3 separate regions of the Sus scrofa genome follow, and regions 1 and 3 are each linked to region 2. Evidence: chromatin contacts called from public Hi-C and promoter capture Hi-C data. All regions are on one chromosome and are shown on one strand. Each heading gives the region's core, a stretch centred on a gene start, on an enhancer-like site or on the middle of the called end of the contact. The rest is flanking DNA. Distances are from core to core; before and after follow the strand shown.

Evidence for each region. Promoter capture Hi-C pulls out the DNA fragments that hold promoters and counts their contacts. A called contact is a pair of places that touch in the nucleus more often than the background predicts.
Region 1: a contact with region 2 is called in a Hi-C map of skeletal muscle, with 7 times the contacts expected there. The contact joins the promoter of DIAPH1 here to the promoter of TAF7 in region 2. A contact is called at or near these places in 1 of 47 Hi-C or Micro-C datasets (skeletal muscle) and 2 of 2 datasets of contacts at active chromatin or transcription factors (alveolar macrophages and skeletal muscle).
Region 3: a contact with region 2 is called in a promoter capture Hi-C map of liver, with 10 times the contacts expected there. The contact joins the enhancer-like site here to the promoter of TAF7 in region 2. A contact is called at or near these places in 4 of 5 promoter capture datasets (fetal liver, fetal skeletal muscle, liver and 1 more), 18 of 47 Hi-C or Micro-C datasets (alveolar macrophages, blood, brain and 11 more) and 2 of 2 datasets of contacts at active chromatin or transcription factors (alveolar macrophages and skeletal muscle).

The regions. Positions count from the first base shown.
Region 1 is chr2:143,269,107-143,272,404 of Sscrofa11.1, forward strand. It overlaps DIAPH1 (diaphanous related formin 1), which reads right to left and starts at 1,888. Exons shown (of 27, transcript NM_001258435.1): 1 at 1,772-1,888. The coding sequence starts at 1,888.
Region 2 is chr2:142,950,904-142,954,497 of Sscrofa11.1, forward strand. TAF7 (transcription initiation factor TFIID subunit 7) reads right to left here and starts at 1,708. Exons shown (of 1, transcript XM_005661764.2): 1 at 1-1,708. The coding sequence starts at 864. It overlaps LOC100515772 (protocadherin gamma-A1), which reads left to right and starts at 1,772. Exons shown (of 3, transcript XM_021084925.1): 1 at 1,772-1,971.
Region 3 is chr2:143,209,396-143,213,128 of Sscrofa11.1, forward strand. All of the region lies in intron 17 of DIAPH1 (diaphanous related formin 1), which reads right to left. Among named protein-coding and RNA genes, the nearest start is that of DIAPH1, 60 kb to the right of the region's middle. Within about 2 kb of position 1,571, at least 68 of the 83 cell types and tissues checked have an H3K27ac peak or open chromatin away from gene starts, as enhancers often do. A contact at or near this core is called in alveolar macrophages, brain, fetal liver and 7 more, where this site is marked.

The sequences.
Region 1 (3,298 bases), core at 638-3,137, 320 kb after region 2:
AGCTGGAATCGGGTGAGGAAGGTCACACTGTACCCATGGAAACAAAAGCAAAACAAAATGATACAGAAAGAGAAGGAATATGGGCTCTGAACCTAAGGCTTAGAAGGAAAGCTCCCTAACTAACTAAAGGGTCATTCTTGCCCTAAAGAAACCAAGGGGAATGTTGTTTTGGTCACCGTGGGGGAAAGGCTGTCCCTACTATTAAACCTGCATGTCTAGGGAGGGATCGGGGAGGATAAGGGGAGGGCATTTGCCAGATAAAAACAGGCAGTGACTGACAGCCTACAGGCCCTGGAAAGGACAGTCCAGAAGCACCTGTCTTGCTAGAAATAGGTAGGAAGAGATGAGTCACTATTTTAATTGTTTAATACTCCCCACATCTCAACCCTCTAGGTCCCAAAACAATATTTTCTTCCTGTTTCCATCACTTTGTATCAGTTTTTTTCCCCAAAACTTGTGGAGTTGGGTCAGAATGCTAAGGCGCGGGGGGGGGGGGGGGGGAATAGGAGAAAAGAGGAAAAAGTGAGAAACCACTGGGTTAGCAGAGCTACTGGGGTGGGGGCGTAATTACTGGAGAGAGCGGACTACCTAACTCCAGTTTCAACTAGCAAATGGTTATGAAGATCCCAAACTTCCCCCTCTCATGGACAGCGCCCCATAACTTTCAAAGCTTCTACAGCAAAAAGCCAACAAAACCTCCCTGGAGAGACGAGGGAAAAAGAAGCTTCAGGGTGTGCAAAGCTAATGAAACATGGCAGTGTTACCTGAATATCAACACTCTTTCAGACTGGAAGTAAGTGGCACCTAAGGAAAACTACACTCTTCTACGAGTAGGAAAAGGGACGTGAAGGGGCCTTGGGGCACAGGAGGTGGCGGAAGAGCCCAGGCGGGTTATCAGGGGTAACGCAGACTCGGCAATTCAATTAGATCCTCACAAGCTTCTCGGCCTTTTAAGTCTGACTTCCTCCCCTTGGGGGAGATGTGTCACCATCCCAAGTCAAGAAGGGCTTATTCAGAAGTTCTAACCCCCTGAAAAGTGGTCAGCAAGAGGGCAAAGGGACAGATTCTCAGGGCAGGGCGATACGGGAAGCCAACGAAGGTTATGCCCAGTGACCAGAGGAACTGGGCAGGTACCCACTCCTGCGAGCACAAGGCCGGACGTCCAGGGAGGAGGGAAGGGAGGGCCCAAGTCAGGTAACATTCCAGAGAGGAAGGATTATCAGGTGACACTGGGCTAAGGGCCCAGAGAGGGGACTGGGCGGGAGGAAAGTTAGCAGGTGAAAGAGATCAATCTTGGGGAAGGAAGTGACCTTTGGAGACGCAAATAAAGAGAATACCAAAAGGGAGGGGGGGAGGGTAATAAGAGAAAATGGACCCAGACAAGCACAGCGCATCGAGGTAGAGAAGGCGTGTTCGGGTAACAAGAGGAAGAAGAAAGGAAGTGGGCTCCGAGGGGAGAGATGGGGCCGAGGGCGGCCGGGGCCGTGGGGGCGGAGGGCAGAGCGTGCGGGCTTGGCGGGGGGTCGGGGGTGAAGGGAGCCCCGAGGTGGCCGGGACAGCAGCCGAGGGGGGGACTCCGGGGCTCCCCGACGTCCCGGCGCGGTAGGAGGTCGGGCTGCGGAGCCCAGGACCCAGCAAAACCAGGAAGGGAGACGCGGGGGCGGCTCCCTAGGGACCGGCGTGCGCCCCTGGGGCCGGCAGCGAGGGTCTCCGGGCTCCGGAGGGCGGTTACGGGGCCAGGCTGAGGGAACCAGGTGGGAGGGACACTCACAAATTTCTTGGATTTGCCGCCGTCGCCGCCTGCCGAAGGCAGCTCGTCCGGGCTGCGGCCCTTCTTCTTGTCCCGGGTCCCGCGGCCGGGCCCCAGACCCCCACCGGGCGGCTCCATGTCCAGGTTCGCGCTGGCTCCTGACCCCGCGCCTACGCCGCTCCCGCCCCGCAGCTCCAAGCCCGCCGCCGCCGCCGCCGCCGCCGCCCCGCAGCTCCTCAGCCCGCCGCCGCGCCCCGCCTCATTAGCATGCCGGGCTGCGCGCGCCTCATGAATATACAACGGCGACGCCTCGCTCCCGCCCGCCTGCCCCACTTCCGCCCGGACCCGCAGCCCCTACCAACGGAGGAAGTGGGGGGGGAGGCCGCGGAAGCGCACTACCTGCCCGGCGGGCCTAACCATTCGGACCCACGTGGGGGGGTGGTGAGGAGGCGGTGTCGCTCTCCGGTCGGCGCCCCCTGGCGGTTGGAGAGGCGCAGGCCTCCCTGCTCCCACACACAGTGCCCACGTGGCTGTAAAGCCTGGACCCTCTCACACCCCAGACCAAAATGTGATTCTCTGAACCAAAAATCGCAAAAGAGAGACTGTTATCTCGGCAGAAAATGTATTGCCAGGCTTTCTAAGATAATCCAGTTTTAACCTGTGCAATAGCCATGGAGCACGTGAAAAAAAGCCACAGCCACCATCTACTGAAAGCTATGTCCAGGGCCAGTGCTAGACTGAACTCAGCTAGCTCTGGAGGTAGATCACCTAGTTCTAAATCTCAGGCCTGCTACTTTCTGTGTGTCTAATCTGGAGACACTGGTTATTGCCTCGTGTGCCTGAGCCTTAACAATAGCCAGCCATTTACCACGTACTTGTGCCAGGCCAGACGCTATGCAAAAACGCTGCCCTTATTTTCTTGCTGAATCCTCACTATGCCACGTGATAGATTCCACTAGGCATACCATTGTAAAGGTAGGAAATTTGGACGCTCACAGTTTAAGTGACTTGCCCTAGGACACATAATTAAGTGATTAAAAAAAAAATTAAAACCAGTTTAGTTTGACTGCCAATCTATGTCCAGCCAGGATTCCCTACGGACATAAACCAAACCTGAGGAAAAAGAACAGGTGTTCCCCAAGCTTGTTCTTTGCCCTACTAGCTTCGTTCCTCCCTCATTAATTTCATCTATTGTCCCAGCTACATCTGTCCCCTAAGTGAAAAGCAGGTGGCACCCAGTGGGCCCTCAAAGTCTGGACTGACTTATCTTGCCCACAATTGGCGAGATTTCAACTGTATGTTCCAGGAGGGCAGAGTCAGTGACTCACTCGCTAGGAAGCCCCCGGTGCTCAGTCTAGGGTCTGGCGTGTTACAGGGACGCTGTCAAGCTGGCTGGCTCCTAAATCTGACCTTCATCTCTCCTTCACTTTCTAATTGCTTGATGGAGAGTTGCATAGAGCTGTCCGGCCCACACCTTGAACTCAATTTGTCCAAAAGAGTTCAAAAGCTACTTTCTAAGCGAAAATGTTGAGAAACAGACAGAATCAA
Region 2 (3,594 bases), core at 458-2,957:
CATGTTATCAATCTGTTTCTGAATTCCCATCACCAGCTGATTGGTTCCCTCATTTTCTTGGTGCTGTTCATCTGATTCATTGAGCTTGTCCTGTAGCTGCCTTTCCAGATCTTCCTCCGTGTCGATGATGTTTATATCTTCTTCATCTTGATGCTGTGTCTCATCTTCATCCTCACTGCTGCTGCTGAGGTCATTGAATATCTCCCGAAGCTCATCGTGTTCCAGTGAGTCATGGCCCTGCCTGTGGCCAGACATTCCTGGGGAAGAGATATCAAGGCCTTGATTTTCTGTTTCTTTTGTTTCATCTTCAGCAATTATTTCCCAGCGGGTACTGACAGCTTCGGCATCTGTGCTCAGCAAGCGCTTCACTTCTTTTTCCACATCCGGAGACTCAATGTACTTCTTCTTTGCTGTCTTTCGGAACCTTCTCTTTCGGACATTTTTTAGAGGCAGAGTAATTCCATGGTTCCATATAAACTTCTTCTCTTTGTCCTTATCCTTTTTCTTGCTTGCTTTGGGATCAGCAGTAGCAGCTGGTTCCTCCACAGGGGGATAGAGATCACCATCAACTGTAGAGACGAGCATCTGACAGATATCAGCTGTCTTGTAAAAGGTTTTTTTATCAATGGTTTTCAAACTCTCCATAACACAGGGCAGATCTACCAATTTTGAGGCCAGTGGGACCCGGTCCACTCTGACGATTCCATGACGCCCATCGGGGTGTAACTCAATTGTCAGTCTGTCCTTCAGGTTGACATGGCCAGACTGTACTGCCCGCCTCACCGTAGAGGCATATTCCGGAGGTAGGCGTAAGATAAACTGGCTCTCCAGTTCATGAGGAGCATCGTCTTTGCTCTTACTCATCTTTATTTCTCTGTGACTCACTTTTTCTCTATCAACCACTTGTTGGACTAAAAAGTTCCGGCTATGTCAACAGAAAGACTAGTTCGTCATAAATTGAAGTCTTTAAGTACAAAAAGCTCTAAGTAGAAAAGCACCTAAGCGTCTATTGTGAATTAAGGCCCAAGTCTTTCTAAAGACGCTGTGACTGAATACCAGTGGTTACAAACACTTATTAAGTCCTTTTAAATCTATTAGCTGCAATGCCAAGTTCCAACCTCTAGATGCCGCTGCAGCCACCAGGGAGAGCTAGCTAGCAGGAAAGCAAATGGCCGCTCCTACGGAAGGATTTTTGGCACAGAAAGGAAGGCGCAGCAGAAACTTTCAATGCACAAACTCTCCCGGAACAAAGATATTCAAGAAGCGGGGCGTAGTGAGCTCTCTTCGCCTCGGGTACTTACAATCCAGTGACGATTATAAATCCAGTCTCTCCGGACCGAAGCGAAAGGAAAAGGAAGCCACTCGCAGCAAAGTGGCCGGGGCCCAGCGTCTCCTTCCCGATTCCTTTGTTCTTCCCAGCTCTTGGCAAAGCGATCCGCTAATGATTATCAGATCAGTAAAATGGATCAGGATGGGCAACGCGAAATCTCGCCGAGATTCGCAGCTCCAAGCGCCAGATTCTGCAGCTCAGCAGCTCGGCAGCGGAGCAGTTCGGCAGCGCGGCAAAGAAGCAGCTCGGCAGCGCAGCAGCTCCCAAGCTCTGTGGAACTCCGTCTGGAGCGCAGATCTAGCGGAAAAGGATGCTACGTCACCGCTTGGGCGGGAGGCGGCTGTGAGTGACGGCAGGCTTCTGGCGGAAGTTGGGGCGGGCCCCGGCGCGCGCAGGCGCAACGTGCAATTACGTTGGCCAGCGTGAACTCTCATCTCGCGAGAATTTGGCTTTACGCGATAAGAATGAGACTTTCATAAAGAGCTATCGGTTTGGAAATACTTAGAGGATACGATCCTGACCCCGCTAAGCCAGAACTTTTATCGAATCGCCCTGCGGCCGGATAGCTCCTAGGCTTCCAGATAGTTGCCGGAGATAGGGCGTCCGTGCGGAATGCGTCTTTGTTTCTGGAAACAACTCAGGTGCTCCCTAGGCTATATCCACTCTGGAGTCGCTACAAGAATTCATAACCAAACATGCAGTGGATTTTAAATACACAAATCAGTGGAGTAAGGACTTGCCGCCCACTGCGTAATTCTAAGTATGTGTATTGACTGTGAAAAATGTCCATAAGGAGCCCATGACTCAGGGTCCGTTTCTGTTTGAAGATACCCTGAGGAAACAGGGGTGATTCCTCTTCTTAATGTTTTGGACGTCGTTATACACGTAGACAGAGAAGGTGATGTTCTTCTGGAGGCCCATATTCATTTAGGACAGTTTTCTGAAAGATGAATGGTCTGATTAAAGTAGAATAGAATTGAAGTTATTACTCCCTGCCGCACATTTGCCAGTAATTTTTAAATTAGTTTGGAATTTTTAAATTCTGCCTCCGCTGTTTGGATAACTGTTTTCTACTTGCCTGTTCTTCAGGTGGTCAGGTATTCTTCAACATGTATTTATATACTTTGGCCTAACATGTTCTTCAGGTGGTCAGGTATTCTTCAACATGTATTTATATACTTTGTAACCGTTTACACTCATCCTATTCATTTCCATTTATTTTTTTAATAGGATCATTTTGGTAGAGTATCAGAGTCATTAAAATTTTAATTCCTGTCCTCTAGAATATTAACACCTAAGTTTGAGAACTCACTTAAAATGTGATTAACATTTACAAAATTCACTTTATTTCTTTATTTATTGTCTCCCTCATTCAAGATTGGAAGCTCCATGTTAATCAGGGATGTGATACCATGTACATTTGGTTCCAGTGCCGAGTATCCAAACGTGGAAGATGGAAAACATTTGCTATTTGAATGAAACAATGGCTCCATCCAGAAAAAAACAAATATAATCTAAATCCTCTAACAATTTGAGAGAGAAAATACATTCTATATCACCTTAAAATGAGATAGAGCCATTTAATATACATTTATTCTCCAGTCAAGGATGGTGCCAATTGTTATGAGGGGAGAGGTTTGCATCTAGCTTGTGTGAACGTATCCCTTTGGTTGTGGTAGACTGTGATACTGTGTATCACCTGGTGGAATTTAAACGGCTTTGCCATACTTGGGTCGTGTGGAAGTTCCCTGGCCAAGGCTATCCAACACATTGCACTTGCAGCCTGTGCCACAGCTGGGACAATGCTCTATCCTTAATCTGCTGCACTGCAAGGGAATTTCCCAGTTTGTTTTTTTCATGTTAAGATCGAAGGAAAATGATGCTCTTCCACATAATTGTACTTTAAAAATTTTTTGAATTATTTTTTCTTTCCTATATAGTTTATTACAGAATATTGAGTAGATTTCTGTCATGCAGATGTACTTTAGTTCTTTGTTCTGTAATGCATAAAGAATGTTAGCTGATGTATGTATAATTTCTTGGCTGATCTGTTCCCTCTTTTTGAAGGTGAAAGTTTCCAGTGTTCTTGTCCTTGAATTATATTTAACTTATTTCATAGATATAAGTTTAACATGCTAGTCTCTGCATAATGTTTTTTAACCCTATAAAACATGAGGCCATGCTTATACATGAAAATAATCCAGATATTGCTGTCCATTTTAATTGTCTAAGTTTTATGATGCTCAGATATCTTTGTCACAGAA
Region 3 (3,733 bases), core at 321-2,820, 260 kb after region 2:
ACTAACGTAAGAAGCTGCCTGGAGTTCCCGTTGTGGCGCAGCAGAAATGAATCAGACTAGGAGCTGTGAGGTTGCGGGTTCGATCCCTGGCCTCACTCGGTGGGTTGAGGATCCCGTGTTGCCATGAGCTGTGGTGTAGGTCGCAGACGCGGCTCGGATCTGGTGTTGCTGTGGCTGTGGTGTAGGCCGGCAGCTGTAGCTCTGACTGGACCGCTAGCCTGGGAACCTCCGTATGCTGCGGGTGCGGCCCTAAAAATAAAGAAGAAGAAGCTGCCGCCCACGTGGAGGCTTTCTACTTTGTATTTCTCACAGCTGTAATGTTCATGGAGGAAAAATGCAGCATCTCAAAGGCATTTGGAGGTACACACCACAGCAGGTGCGTGTGTGTGTGCGCGCGCGCGCGCGGCTAGAGAAACAGCATGCCAGTTACCCAAAGGGAATCAGATCCCCATCACTGACCTTTTGGCCAAAACAAAGAGCTGTGTGCTGAACCCCACAGACGTGGGCCGGCAGGGGTGCAGCTGTAAGGAAGGACAGAGCAAACTGGCCGAAAGGGAGAAGGAAACCTGCAAGTCAGGAATCCCAAAGAACGAGGTGCTGCGAGTCCACACAAGGGGCCAAACTGGAGTGGGAAGGGTGGCAGACACGCACCCATATTCTGAATCGGGCACTTCACAGGCATCCTACCATTCAGACAATACGGCCATTGAAGCTCCGCCGGGACGCTTCCCAGCACACCCAGGAGAGTGACTCAGCAAGGGCGTGTGGACGGAGGGCTAGAAAGACGGGCTCTGCCCTGAGCGAGTCAGCAAAAGGCTGAGACAGGTTTAGGGAGCAGGAGGGTGAAAGGGGCAGAGAAAAGGCATCGAAATGAGGCGCTGAAAGCCTTTCCTCTCCTTCGAAAAATGAAGCAGGATCTAAGTAAGGGGTTGACATACTTTTAGCTTCTTTTCATCCATGTGTCCCCTTCCATCTCCTTTTATACCTCGAGATTTCTTTGTGGAAGAAATAAATCAGGACACTGGTCCTTGGCGAAAAGCAAAGGGCACTGGCCCCGTGCCAGGACAGCCCCCGGCAGTGGGCCTATCGGGTTTTCCTGAACCTTCCTGCCTTCCTGCCATGACCTTCAGTAATGCTGGGCTCTGAGCTCAACAGATCTGGGGTCAGGTCTTGGCTTGGTATTTACTTGCTATGAGATCTCAACAGGCAAAGTTCAGGTTTACACTATACTTCATATTTGTCACAAGATGAAGATGGTACCTTTTAGGCATCATTTTCCTCCTTAGAAAGAACAGGTGATGAGCCTCTGTCACAGACATGAAACGGGTACTCTTGGATAAAATGGAATGAGACAACAAAATACCTTCATCTTTTTTTTAGGTGCTGGGAGCAGTTTTAATCCCTGCTCAGCCTCACCCCCGCCTGCCTACCTAAATATGGAGTAAACTGCGGATTTCCAAGCCATTCTCTGCAGCAAAGGATGCCAGAAATCCCCCCCCCCCCCCGTTTCATCCTGGGTACTGGGAGGGGCGGAGCGGGGTAAGAGCACCACAAACAGCACAGACGGAAAACACCCAGCCCCCCCCCCCCCCCCCCGCCCCCGCTCCGCGTCTGCAGATGCAGCTGCTGGTTTTCGTCACACTGCTGTTTTTTTCCCTTCTTTGTTCCCGAGGAGGAAGCCAGGAAAGGGTGGGGAAGGAGGGGGGAGAAGGGGTGGGGTGAGGGCGGGACGTCATCGCTGTTACAGCAAGTCACCTGACAGTCCGCTCCAATCCCTGGGCTCTGACCTCACAAACTGGAACCTGAGCCAAAATAGCTCAACTGCGCTCGCCCCGTGGCTGCAAAGTGAAATGCAGGCAGAACGGGAGCAGAGCAGCAAAGGGGGGACATAGTTCTCGGAAGGATTCCAGTTGTTTTCCTTGCAAAAAGGAAATTTAAACACAGACAGAATGACAGGCAAGGGCGTGTCCTATCCTCTCATCTAACAGATCCCAAAGAAAAAGCACTGACTTTTGCAACAGAGATGGGACTGGTGCGGGATCAGGACTACCTCTGTATCGTCCTGGGGGCACAGGTTACCCAGGCCCTTTTGCTGTGTAACTGAGGTTCTCTTACCCCAGGAGCTGAGGGAAGAACAAAAGCTTTTTAAATTGTGATCGATTTTTCAGAGGGAAGTGGCTTGGACCAATAGGGAGGGCGAGGGAAAGGATGCCGTTTCCTGCTCTGCAGAACTGGGGGTTAGCACTCTGCCTTGCGCACAAATTAATTAGGTCCGAATACTTCGAGAAAGCCCCTTTTCAAGCATCCTCGACACCAGCAAATTTCCTTCTTACCCCTTCTGTCTTTGCCATTATAAAGAGAAGATGGTCACAGCACAGAAGGGCTGAAGGAAAAGCAATCTAGCACCCTAACGAAAATCTGCTACAGTATTCCAGAATAGTCCCCTCCAGGCTTTTACGTCGGCAGTTTTTTCCGCAAAGCACAACGGCAGTGAGGGTTGCATACAACCATTTCCAGCTCTCCTCCCCTAAGACTGAATCATGAGCTTTCTTCCACGTTGCTCTGAAGGTGATGGAGAGTCTTAAGACGGGACAGGGTACGAAGTTCTCCAGCAACCATCTCCAGGACACAGACTGAGTGGGAAAAGCAAGGAAAACACGGGGTGAGGGACCCCTTCCCTTTGAAGACCACAGTCTTTTATGGGTGGTGTCCCAGCGCCAGCGGCTGACATCTGCAAGGCCCCTCAGCGGCAACGGTCAGGTCTCTCCTGCCCACACCATGTGGGCTGTAAGCTCTGCGCCAAGTGCGGGACATTCGGGGTGGGTGAGCAACCAGCTGGTCAGTCACTACACGAGGGAGTCTGCAGCGCGCGCAGGGAGAGCCAGAGGCCACGCGTGCTCTAAGACGCGGTCTGATCAAAAGGCTCCCTGCAGGGGCTGTGCCCCCAAACGAAGGCTACTTCACTACCATACAGATTGCTGTTTGATCCTAGGGTTCACTGCAAAAGTGACAACTAAACATTTTAATTTGGATTTTTTTTTTTTTAATGAGAAAGACCTCCAGGCCCTGTAGGAAAACCCCCCAGGATGTAACAGCGAGGTAAACCACAGCACAGACAGCACGTGGCCTTTCGGCAAGGGGGGGGAGAGAATCTGCGTTAGCATTTGCTAGGATTGTGTTTTCCAAAAACAGTGAGATAAATAACAATAGTGACTTCTAGAAGAGAGGGAGGGGTGGTTGGGTGGATGAATGGATGGCTGGGAATGAGACCTTGTTTTCTTATCATCTTGACTTCTAAATCACCTGTTACCTACAGAGAGAAACAGATAATAGAGAAGCAGAAAGAAAAGCCCCCGAGGAAACAGCAACATTCTGTAGTGGAGACACCCCCCCTCTGCTCCCTGAAAACTAGCCCGTCTACCCCCTCGTGTTTGGAATTGGAGCTGACCCACGCCAGCAGAGAAGCAAGTTCCGACCCAGCGACTCCCAATGAGGCCAGTGCTTTCTCCTTGAGGCCGCAGTGCTGGGCTCCAGTGTGAAGCCAAGGAGCACTGGATCATTCTTCGCAAAGCCCAGCCTTCCCCGACATTTCCCTCTCACCCCAGTCCTCTTCCAACACATCTCTGAGCCCTGCGAACTCCAGGTCTCATGGGGAGAGAACAACCAGCCGGGTCTCCAGCCTGGTCAGGACCTACACGCTTCCCAGCTTCCTCACTGATGCCAGAAAACGTCT